3 separate regions of the Sus scrofa genome follow, and regions 1 and 3 are each linked to region 2. Evidence: chromatin contacts called from public HiChIP or PLAC-seq data. All regions are on one chromosome and are shown on one strand. Each heading gives the region's core, a stretch centred on a gene start, on an enhancer-like site or on the middle of the called end of the contact. The rest is flanking DNA. Distances are from core to core; before and after follow the strand shown.

What was found. HiChIP or PLAC-seq counts read pairs in DNA pulled down with a chosen protein or histone mark.
Region 1: an H3K27ac HiChIP or PLAC-seq map of alveolar macrophages shows a contact between it and region 2. The contact joins two enhancer-like sites. A contact is called at or near these places in 1 of 47 Hi-C or Micro-C datasets (heart right ventricle) and 1 of 2 datasets of contacts at active chromatin or transcription factors (alveolar macrophages).
Region 3: a contact with region 2 is called in an H3K27ac HiChIP or PLAC-seq map of alveolar macrophages. The contact joins two enhancer-like sites. A contact is called at or near these places in 2 of 47 Hi-C or Micro-C datasets (embryonic fibroblasts and fibroblasts) and 1 of 2 datasets of contacts at active chromatin or transcription factors (alveolar macrophages).

The regions. Positions count from the first base shown.
Region 1 is chr8:29,878,756-29,881,970 of Sscrofa11.1, forward strand. All of the region lies in intron 2 of LOC100510918 (a long non-coding RNA gene), which reads right to left. Among named protein-coding and RNA genes, the nearest start is that of KLF3, 140 kb to the right of the region's middle. Within about 2 kb of position 1,901, at least 26 of the 83 cell types and tissues checked have an H3K27ac peak or open chromatin away from gene starts, as enhancers often do. A contact at or near this core is called in alveolar macrophages, where this site is marked.
Region 2 is chr8:29,619,631-29,622,667 of Sscrofa11.1, forward strand. LOC106504619 (a long non-coding RNA gene) reads right to left here. Exons shown (of 3, transcript XR_001298249.2): 1 at 1,562-3,037. Among named protein-coding and RNA genes, the nearest start is that of MIR9840, 72 kb to the left of the region's middle. Within about 2 kb of position 1,456, at least 18 of the 83 cell types and tissues checked have an H3K27ac peak or open chromatin away from gene starts, as enhancers often do. A contact at or near this core is called in alveolar macrophages, where this site is marked.
Region 3 is chr8:29,296,824-29,300,041 of Sscrofa11.1, forward strand. No RefSeq gene overlaps it. Among named protein-coding and RNA genes, the nearest start is that of PGM2, 9.2 kb to the right of the region's middle. Within about 2 kb of position 1,613, at least 27 of the 83 cell types and tissues checked have an H3K27ac peak or open chromatin away from gene starts, as enhancers often do. A contact at or near this core is called in alveolar macrophages, where this site is marked.

The DNA.
Region 1 (3,215 bases), core at 651-3,150, 260 kb after region 2:
CTCTGAAAGCATCTCTTCAGTTCTCAGAAACGCAGGGCCAGGAAGATTCACATCCCGTCTGAATTCGACAGAGGAGATGTTCTCATCCAGAAGAGGGCTGCTGGTTCCTCTACCAGCTTGTGCAGTAAAATCTCGCCTGCCAGGACACCCTGGCCATCCCCATTAGTCAAAAAGTTATCTTTGGGAGCTGATCCCCCACTGCCTATAGTGGGGAAGAGGTCTGCTAAGCAAGCCAGATTCTTTTTTCGACGCATGCCCTTTTTTCAATAGGAAAATAAGTCAACTAAGGTAGTGTTGTAGGTCAATTTTGCTTCAAAAACAAATAAACTCAGGGGTCCTATTGTGGCGCAGTGGAAATGAATCCAACTAGTATCCGTGAGGATGCAGGTTCGATCCCTGGCCTTGCTCAGTGGGTTGGGGATCCAATTTCTTTCTTTTTTTTTTTTTTTTTTTTTGTCTTTTTGCTATTTCTTGGGCTGCTCCTGCGGCATATGGAGGTTCCCAGGCTAGGGGTCGAATCGGAGCTGTAGCTGCCAGCTTACGCCAGAGCCACAGCAACTCGGGATCCGAGCCGCGTCTGCAACCTACACCACAGCTCACGGCAATGCCGGATCTTTAACCCACTGAGCAAGGGCAGGGACGGAACCCGCAACCTCATGGTTCCTAGTCAGATTCGTTAACCACTGCGCCACGACGGGAACTCCTGTAGCTCCAATTTCACCCCTAGCCTGGGAACTTACATATGCCCAGGGTGCAGCCCTAAAAAGCATATGGAAGTTCCCAGGCTAGGGGTCAAATCGGAGCTGTAGCTGCTGGCCTATGCTGGAGCCACAGCAATGCAGGATCTGAGACATGTCTGCGACCTACACCACAGCTCACAGCAACGCCGGATCGTTAACCCACTGAGCAAGGCCAGGAATCAAACCCACAACCTCATGGTTCCTAGTTGGATTGTTAACCACTGCACAAGGACGGGAACTCCTACACCTTAATTTTATTGAGTGCTCTGTGTCAATTATATCTTTAAAAAACTGGAAGAATAAAATAAATAAATAAAAGAATCCAAGTCAATAGAATATTTTATTTTATTTTATTTATTTGTGCCACACCTGTGGCATATGGAGGTTCCCAGGCTAGGAGTCAAGTTGGAACTGCAGCTGCCAGCCTACACCACAGCCACAGCAACGCCAGATCCTTAACCCACTGATTGAGGCCAGGGATCGGACCTGCATCCTCTTGGATATTAGTTGGGTTCATTACTGCTGAACCACAATGGGAAATCCAGAAAATTTTAAAAATAATAATAGAAAGGAGAATAAAAGCAATTCTACCACTTAGATAAGTACCCTTAATATTCTGGTATATTTCCTTCCAGTCTTTCTTCTATGTATATAAACTTTTTTTGGTATTAGTGGTGTTTGTTTTATACATTGCTGTGGTTGACCAAAATGCTCATTTGGTGTGCTTCTGTATTTTTTTCACTTAAACTCACATCACGAGTGTTTCCCTGTGTGGATATGCAGTCTTCTTAAGTGTTTTTAACTGGCTGCCTGAATTCTTAATTCAGGATGGCTCCTCCTTACAGCCTCTTCTTTCCCCCCAGGCTCCTCCCAGATGAGCCTCTCTGTGCTTAGAAAAGGCAGCTCATTTTATCCTAAACCAGCCTTGGCTGGCAAAGGAAATCTGCTGTCCCCCAACCTCATCATGCATTTCACGACCTCGGAATTATCAGTGTGGAATAATTCACATCACTGCCCTTAATTATCCAGCTCACTGCCTTCTTCATTAGCATGGAGGGAGGAACCCGGCTGGGCTGAATTCTCTCCAGAGCCTCAGTCACGTCTGATGAGTGAATGGCTTTGAAAATGGCCTCTGCTCCAGCAGTCACTGCGGTTAGTGCCCTGCACTGGCAAAGCCCGTCACTGCTCTCGCCTCCCTGGGTCAGCAGCGAGGAGAAGGGGCGGAGTCGTGGGGGCTGGAGGCGGGAGGGAGGGTCAGGTCGCCCCTGGCTCCTCTCACCTCTCCTCCCTTCTTCCAGCCCCCAGAGCTCGCTCTCCCGTTTGATCCAGCTTCCCCTCTACAGAAGAAAGGAGCTTGGTCGGACCAGCTTGCTGGTGAGACAATAGCAACTTACAGCCCTGTAATACTTGTCATTCCTCCACCTCCCTGGCCCTCCCCTCCCCACCCCCACTCAGGACGGCCCCTAACAAAAGCCCCCACCCCGCCGTTTGACCCCCCAAGGCAGGCCAAAGCTGACTCAAAGCAGGGATTTGAATCTGTTTACACGGAGTGGACCAAAGACCCGCAAACCAGCCACATTCAATTTACTAACCTCTAACTCAGGCAGAAACACGAGTTAGCATCCTCATGTTTTGTTTTGTTTTGTTTTGTTTTAATAGGAGCCAAGTAAAGCAATATAATCTCAAACCTATCTACAACGTTTTTAGAGGTCTGAAGCAGGCTGTAAACACACTTCCAGAGTAAAACAGTACCATGATGGTGCACCACCATTTTTCCGCAGGAGCGCCTGTCAGAAGCTCTTTATTTAGAAATGACCCACCTTTGCAAAGTCTCTACCACTGAAAAGGAATTCCCGGTAGAGAGGCATTTGTGTGGCCCTGAACGCTCGTCTGTGAACACTACGGCTAAGTGCTGCTTTCGAAAAGGCTGGCACCACCATAACCTGTTGGTTTGCCTCCCATCCCTGGCTCAAAAAATACGTATGTAAAGTCTGCTGGCCTAGGGCTGGGGCTCCTCACTCACCAGCTGGGACCGTCCGAGGCTGTTTCCTCCCCAGTCCCAGGGCGAACAGAGGCTCCTTGTCTGGAAGGAGGCCGGCCAGGAAGTGCCTGCTGTTCCAGTGTAAACGTGGACGTTCACTCAAGAAGTCAGCCTGTCTCGAGAAGGAGCTCTGATCACACAGGTTGGAGCAATTAGGGCCGGGAGCTGCGACAGTGACAAATAGGAAACTGCAGCTCATCTCTGAGCGGCAGGCTGCTTCTGGGGTGATTCTTTGCTAGAGCTTCAGCAAGATTGTCTTGGGGGACTGCAAGATGTGACGGATTTATATGACAGAAGTGTTGGTCTTCAGGAAAAATTCTCTTAATCTTTCTGAGTCACACTTTGCTAATAGGAACCGCTGGAAGACTCCTCTTCATAGGCTACGTGTTCTTCAATCCCTCTGGTAAATACATTTTCCAATAGTCTCACTTCTA
Region 2 (3,037 bases), core at 206-2,705:
TGGCTGCCAGGATGGGAAGGTTGGAGGCCATTCACCACAAGCCCAGGGTTGGGGTGGATCTACACAGTCCTGTGCAGGGTTTTGCAATATTCCTGCAGCCCCCATTTCCCACCCCAGACTTCTGACCTTCCATGGATTTTTTTTTTTTTTTTTGGTTTGTTTTTTAGGGCTGCCCCTGTGACATATGGGAAGCTCCCAGGCTAGGGGTAGAATCTGAGCTGTAGCCTACACCACAGCTCACAGCAACTCCAGATCCTTCAACCCACTGAGCGAGGCCAGGAATCGAACCTGCATCCTCATGGATACTAGTTGTGTTCATTACCAATGAGCCACAGTGGGAACTCCTCTTGGTCAGGTTCTTAACACGCTGAGCCACAAGGAGAGCCCCTGATCTTCTAGGGATTCCGATGTGCTATATATAAGGTCTCTGAATACTCCCCAGCCCCTTTGTTTCTTAAGATGCCTTGCAAACCAAATCGCAGGAGGAGATGTTGCTGATCATGCTTGTCTTCCCAGATAGGCCTGAAAAGTATTTGGTGAATTTCCAAATGGCCGTTTGGGAGCAGCGGAGAGAAATTCTACAATTAAGGCCAGTATTCTTCAGTTTGAAATACGGAGACTGGAGTAATTGGAGAAGGTGATAGTGACTGTTTCTGAAACGATTATTAGGATCGACTATTTGGCACCGAAAATGCTGGAGAGAAGGCTGGATCCCTGGCTAAATATGGTGCCAACACCTCGTTTTACAAGGGCTGATGCGTTTTTCTCATCCACCAAGAATGTTCATTGGCAGGTTTTTCTCTGGCCCTCGCAGCGCAGTTACGGTGGTGTGGCCTCTTGACATGCAATGATTCTGGGTCACTTTCTCAAGCTTGAACTTGTGGATGTGGCAGTGGCTGTTTCCAGACAGAAAACACTGGAATCCTGGAAAGAGGTGAAAAAACTACCAACCACGATTTCGCACTTGGATCCAACTGACTTAGGAAAGCAAGCCCTGAGGGTTTTCCACGTGCATGAGAGACCCAGGCGCTCTGTCCCACCCTCTGAGGGCTCGCCTCTGAAGAGGGCTCTTGCTTTGTCTACATGGTATCAGAAAACATTCCTGCTGTGTTTTATGCTTTTTTGGTCTTTATACCAAGAGAAGAATGATTTTGAGACTCCAGTTGCATACGCCACCTTTAAGGGTATAATTTCTGTTGGCGTCGTGAGTGCTTTTCTTCCCCATCTTTGCTGAACCCATTGGGGGGAGAAAAAAGACAGAGGAGAAGGCAGATGGAGCCCCAAATCTCATCTTTCTGCCTGTTAAAGCTGACAGCAGAAAAAGCAGACTAGATCTGTGGGCAAATGGACTGCGGATCTGGGGCCAAATATTGGCAGGGCTGCCCTTCTGGCTACCGCTGTCCTCTGCACAGGGCAGGGGTGGAGTGAAGCTTTACTGCTCTGCTTCCTGTTGGGTCGAGAGCCATATAGGGCATTTCTCCTCTGCTGTTTGGAAGAGAGGAAGAGGAAGAGGAGGCACGAGGGGCCAGGCCGGGCATGCCCAGTCTCCCCAGAGACTCACCCATCAGGGCAGCGCCTCCACCATCCAGGAAGGGGTGAGTGGGGGCTGCCGGAGGGCCACTGTGTTCACGGGCACACAACACAGCAACGGGAGCATCTTCATTGGAAGAAGACTCTCTCCAACAGTCTGAAATGCTCTCAGTCGGCGTTTCCTACTCATCAGCTTTAGTTTCTATTCCTGTCCCCACTCCCCGCCCTTGAACCCTCTAATGTGAGCAAGAAAGAAAAACCACCCAGTGTGAAAAGAACCCTGGATTGGGTGTTGGGAGACCTGGTCCTGGTTGAGGCTGGCAGGTGAGGCACAAGGGCTCTGAGGGTCTTGTCTTCCTGGAGGCTCTGTTCACCTGCTGCCTGAGGTGGGGACGTGCACGCCTTGCTCAGCGAGCCCAAGGACCCCAATGCTCCGGGTCCCCGCTTTTCCCGCTGGGGACCTCGCCTCTTCTCTCTTCTCACCCTGGTTCCTTCCGTAGTCTTTTAGACGGCAGTAGGTCTTTCCCACATAAACACCCTCTCCAGCAACTTCCCAGTCTCTGTACCTTCTTCTTTGTAAGACAACATGTTTAAACATTGTTGGACGGTCCCAGCTCTGGGCTCAGCCACCCTTCAGAGCAGCCTGGCCTCTGGCTTCTGGCCATGCGATGCCCCCACGTGACTCTCACTCAAGTGGCCAATGGCCTTCATGCGGCTCAACCCAGCGGACACTTCCGTTCTCTTTGTACTTGATTTCTCAGCATTAATCAACACTGCTGACCATTCCCTGCTTTTCAGAAATCTCATTTCCCTTTGTTTTCCTGACACCACACTTTCTTGGTTATTTGCCTTTGAAGGCTCTTTTTCTTCAAGTCAGCTGGGTTGTGGTGTTCTGCAATCCCTAGATGTTCTCTAGTTTTCACTCTGTTCTTCCTCAGTGGAAGAAAGTTAGACCATTTATTTATTCATTCAATACATTTTGTTGTTGTTTTGTGGTTGTTTTTAGGGCTGCACCTGCAGCATTTGGAAGTTCCCAGGCTAGGAGTCGAATTGGAGCTACAGCTGCTGGTCTACACCACAGCCACAGCAATGCCAGATCCAAGGTGAATCTGCGAGCCACACCACAGACCACGGTCACCCACAGAGCAGGGCCAGGGGGTCAAACCTGCGTCCTCATGGATACTAGTCAGGTGTGTTTCCGCTGACCCACAATAGGAACTCCTGCAATATATTTTAATGAGCAACTATTATGTGGTAAGCACCATTGTAGGCATGGAGAATTCAACAGTGGAAAAAATAACAAAAAATCTCAAATTCCCTGCTCTGATGGGGCTTAGGGGGACAAGGAAGTCAGTAAATAAATATGTATCAACCGTAATAAGTTCTATAAAGAAAAATAAATTGGGGAGAGGGAATAAGTGTGTGTATGGGGGGAGTGATGCTATAGTTCCATTGAAGGGTCAGGGAGGCCAGACTCTTGAAAGAAATGAATGAGGACTTTTGGTAT
Region 3 (3,218 bases), core at 363-2,862, 320 kb before region 2:
CTCCTCCAGCAGGAAGTCCATGCTTGTTGCAAGTAAAGGGTGGAGGTATGATCCTCCTATAAGGAAGAGGATGCATGAGTCATCACAATCGACAATCTAATCTCTGCGCATAAAATGGGGGATTAAATCATTGGAAGAAAATAAGATTAGAGAAAAGCTGAACAATGATTAGAACGGAAAAGTTTAAAACTTAAAAAAAAATTTGTCCAGACTTAAACACCAAGGTACTTTAAGGAATTTAAGGCTGGACCATCTGTCTTAAATTATGATTTGTGTGTTATCTTTGCAATATAATTTTATTGGGGGCAAGTACTTCTTTTAGCACTGCCTTCTTGGTCTCCTTTTTAATACTCTTCCCTTCAAGAAGTACAAACAAAACTCCCTATTAACACAGGGAGAATTAGAGATGACTGAGGTGAAAAGGTGGCAGATCTTTTTTTTTTTTTTTTTTTTTTTTTGGCCTTTTCTAAGGCCACACCCATGGCATATGGAGGTTCCCAGGCTAGGGGTCTTATCGGAGCAATCAGAGCTGTAGCTGCCGGCCTATGCCACAGCCACAGCAACGCCAGATCCAAGCTGAGTCTGCGACCTACACCACAGCTCACGGCAATGCTGGATCCTTAACCCACTGAGTGAGGCCAGGGATCGAACCCGCAACTTCATGGTTCCTAGTCAGATTCGTTAACCACTGCGCCAGGATAAGAACTCCCTGATCAAAGTAATCTTGATGAAAAAGAAAAATACAGAGCTCCTGCCATGGCACAATGGATTAAGAGTCCCTCTGTAGCAACTCGAGTCACTGCAGAGGCAAGGGTTCTGGCTAAAGATCCCGTGTTGCCACAGCTGTCCCATGGGTCGCAGCTGCAGCTCAGATTCAATCCCTGGACTAGGAACTTCATGTTCCACAGGTGTGGCCATTAGAAAGGAAGGAAGGAAAGAGAAAGAAAGAAAGAAAGAAAGAAAGAAAGAAAGAAAGAAAGAAAGAAAGAAAGAAAAAGAAAGAGGGAAGGGGAAAGAGAGAGGAAGGAAAAAGGAAAGGAAAGGAAAGGAAAGGAAAGGAAAGGAAAAAAATGTATTACCAAGCTTCATTTGGAGCACAAATAACACCCAGTTGCTCCTCAAGCAGAAACTAGGGATTCTCCGAGTTCTGACTTTAAAAGGTTTAATATTAATCTGCCAAAACAGTGGTCTTTCAGAAACATCAGGAATTATGTGATGCTCAGGAGAAAAAAAAAATCCTTCTCTTTCTACTGAGTCTCTTATGTTCAACACTCGGTAGAGATGCAGCTTTTAGTATAAGGCTTGCTCCTAAGCGGAATGAGCATACTAACACTAGAGGGCGCTGAAGTTTCCAAACACGAATCTCTGAGGGGGCTTTATTCTCACCCCGCTGAGGATGCGGTCACGTGTCTCTTCCTCTGACCCAGGCAGAAACCAAGGCGCAGAGCATTTCAACGACAGCGCTTTCCTAAGTTCACCAGTTCAATACTGCCTGCTTAAATACCCAAACACCTGAGGCAGAAGGACGCAGTAACGTTTCATTAGTCACCAACCATCTGATGAACATAATGACTCATCCCCTGAGATCTGGTTGTGACGGGTCGAGGGTGGCGGAAGATGTGCAAGACAATGGCGCACCATGAACACGGAAAAGAGAAGTGGCAGGAGGAGGCCGGGCTGAGAGAACACAAATGTTTCACCATCAGAGCTCTAGTGGGAGTTCAAGTGCAAAGAATTATTACAATGAGTCTTGGGAGAAAACTAGCCAATTTCAGGGATTTTTTTGATGAAAATAGGCATAAGTAAGAGATATTTGCATATTCCACTGAGATATACCATTAAACTCCAGCTGGTCTTGCAGAAATGTTTGCTGTTGGTATTCTTTGGGTTTGTGACCAGTAACAAGTACACTGAAAAAGTCTATTAATAAGCATCTTCTCATTTTCCTGTCAGACCTGAAATCAGGACCCCGGAGAAAGGTGACCAGCAGTTCACTTTTCTCTGTTAAATTCAGAAATGCTAGTTTGTTTTAGAGAAAAATTTTGTATCGGTGCCATATCCATAAGTCACACTATTATTATACTCATCTTTCTTTTTCTTCATAAGTGTAAGAGACTCAATGATTCATTCCTCAGCAGGTTCTTATGGACCATCTATTATGAACCAAGCACTGTTCTAGGTGCTGGGGACTAAGTTGGAAAAAGAACAGTTTACATTGTAGCAGGGTTCACAGACACTGTTGAAATCAAATTTATAATACCATGGCAGGTAGTGATAAACATTTTGAACAGTAATCAAGTGAGGTAAGAGAAGGATGCAGCTCGCATTTTAGGAGAGGTATATGGTATGTTGGTGACAGCTCAGACTAGTTCATCAGAGCCGATGAATAAATTTTTAGGAATTTTGCTAGCCATGATTAAAAGAATAAATTTTGGGAGTTCCCATCGTGGCTCAGTGGTTAATAAACCCAACTAATATCCATGAGGCTGTGGGATCAATCTCTGGCTTTGCTCATTGGGTTAAGGATCTGGAGTTGCTGTGAACTGTGGTGTAGGCCAGCGGCTATAGCTCTGATTCAACCCCTAGCCTGGGAACCTCCATATGCGGTGGGGGCGGCCCTAAAAAAGCAAAGATAAATAAATAAATAAATAAATAAATAAATAAATTGCAAGGAAATTTAGTAAGAACCCAGATAGATAAAGGAGATCTTTTAAATGTCTTATCTAACACCCTGAAGCTAACACAATATTGTAAATAACTATATTCCAACAAGTTTGTTTAAAATAGCCTTATTAACCAATGGCAAGATTTGGCTCCTGATTCAAACAATTTTGAAAAATTAAGATGCTTATGGAGTTTCTGTCATGGTGCAATGGAAACGAATCTAAGAACCATGAGGTTTCTGGATTCGATCCCTGGCCTGGTTCAGTGGGTTAGGTATCTGGCGTTGCTGTGAGCTGTGGTGTAGGTCACAGATGCAGCTTGGATCTCATGTTGCTGTGGCTGTGGTACAGGCCAGCGGCTACAGCTCTGATTGAACCGCTAGCCTGGGAACCTCCATATGCTGTGGGTGCGACCCTAAAAAGACAAAAAAAAAAAAAAAAATTTAAGACGCTTACAAGATATGTGAAAATTTGGACACTAAATAGACATTTAATAATATTAAGGAATTATTAAATTTAACCTTAAAATTTTTAGGTGAGATAATGATTTTATGG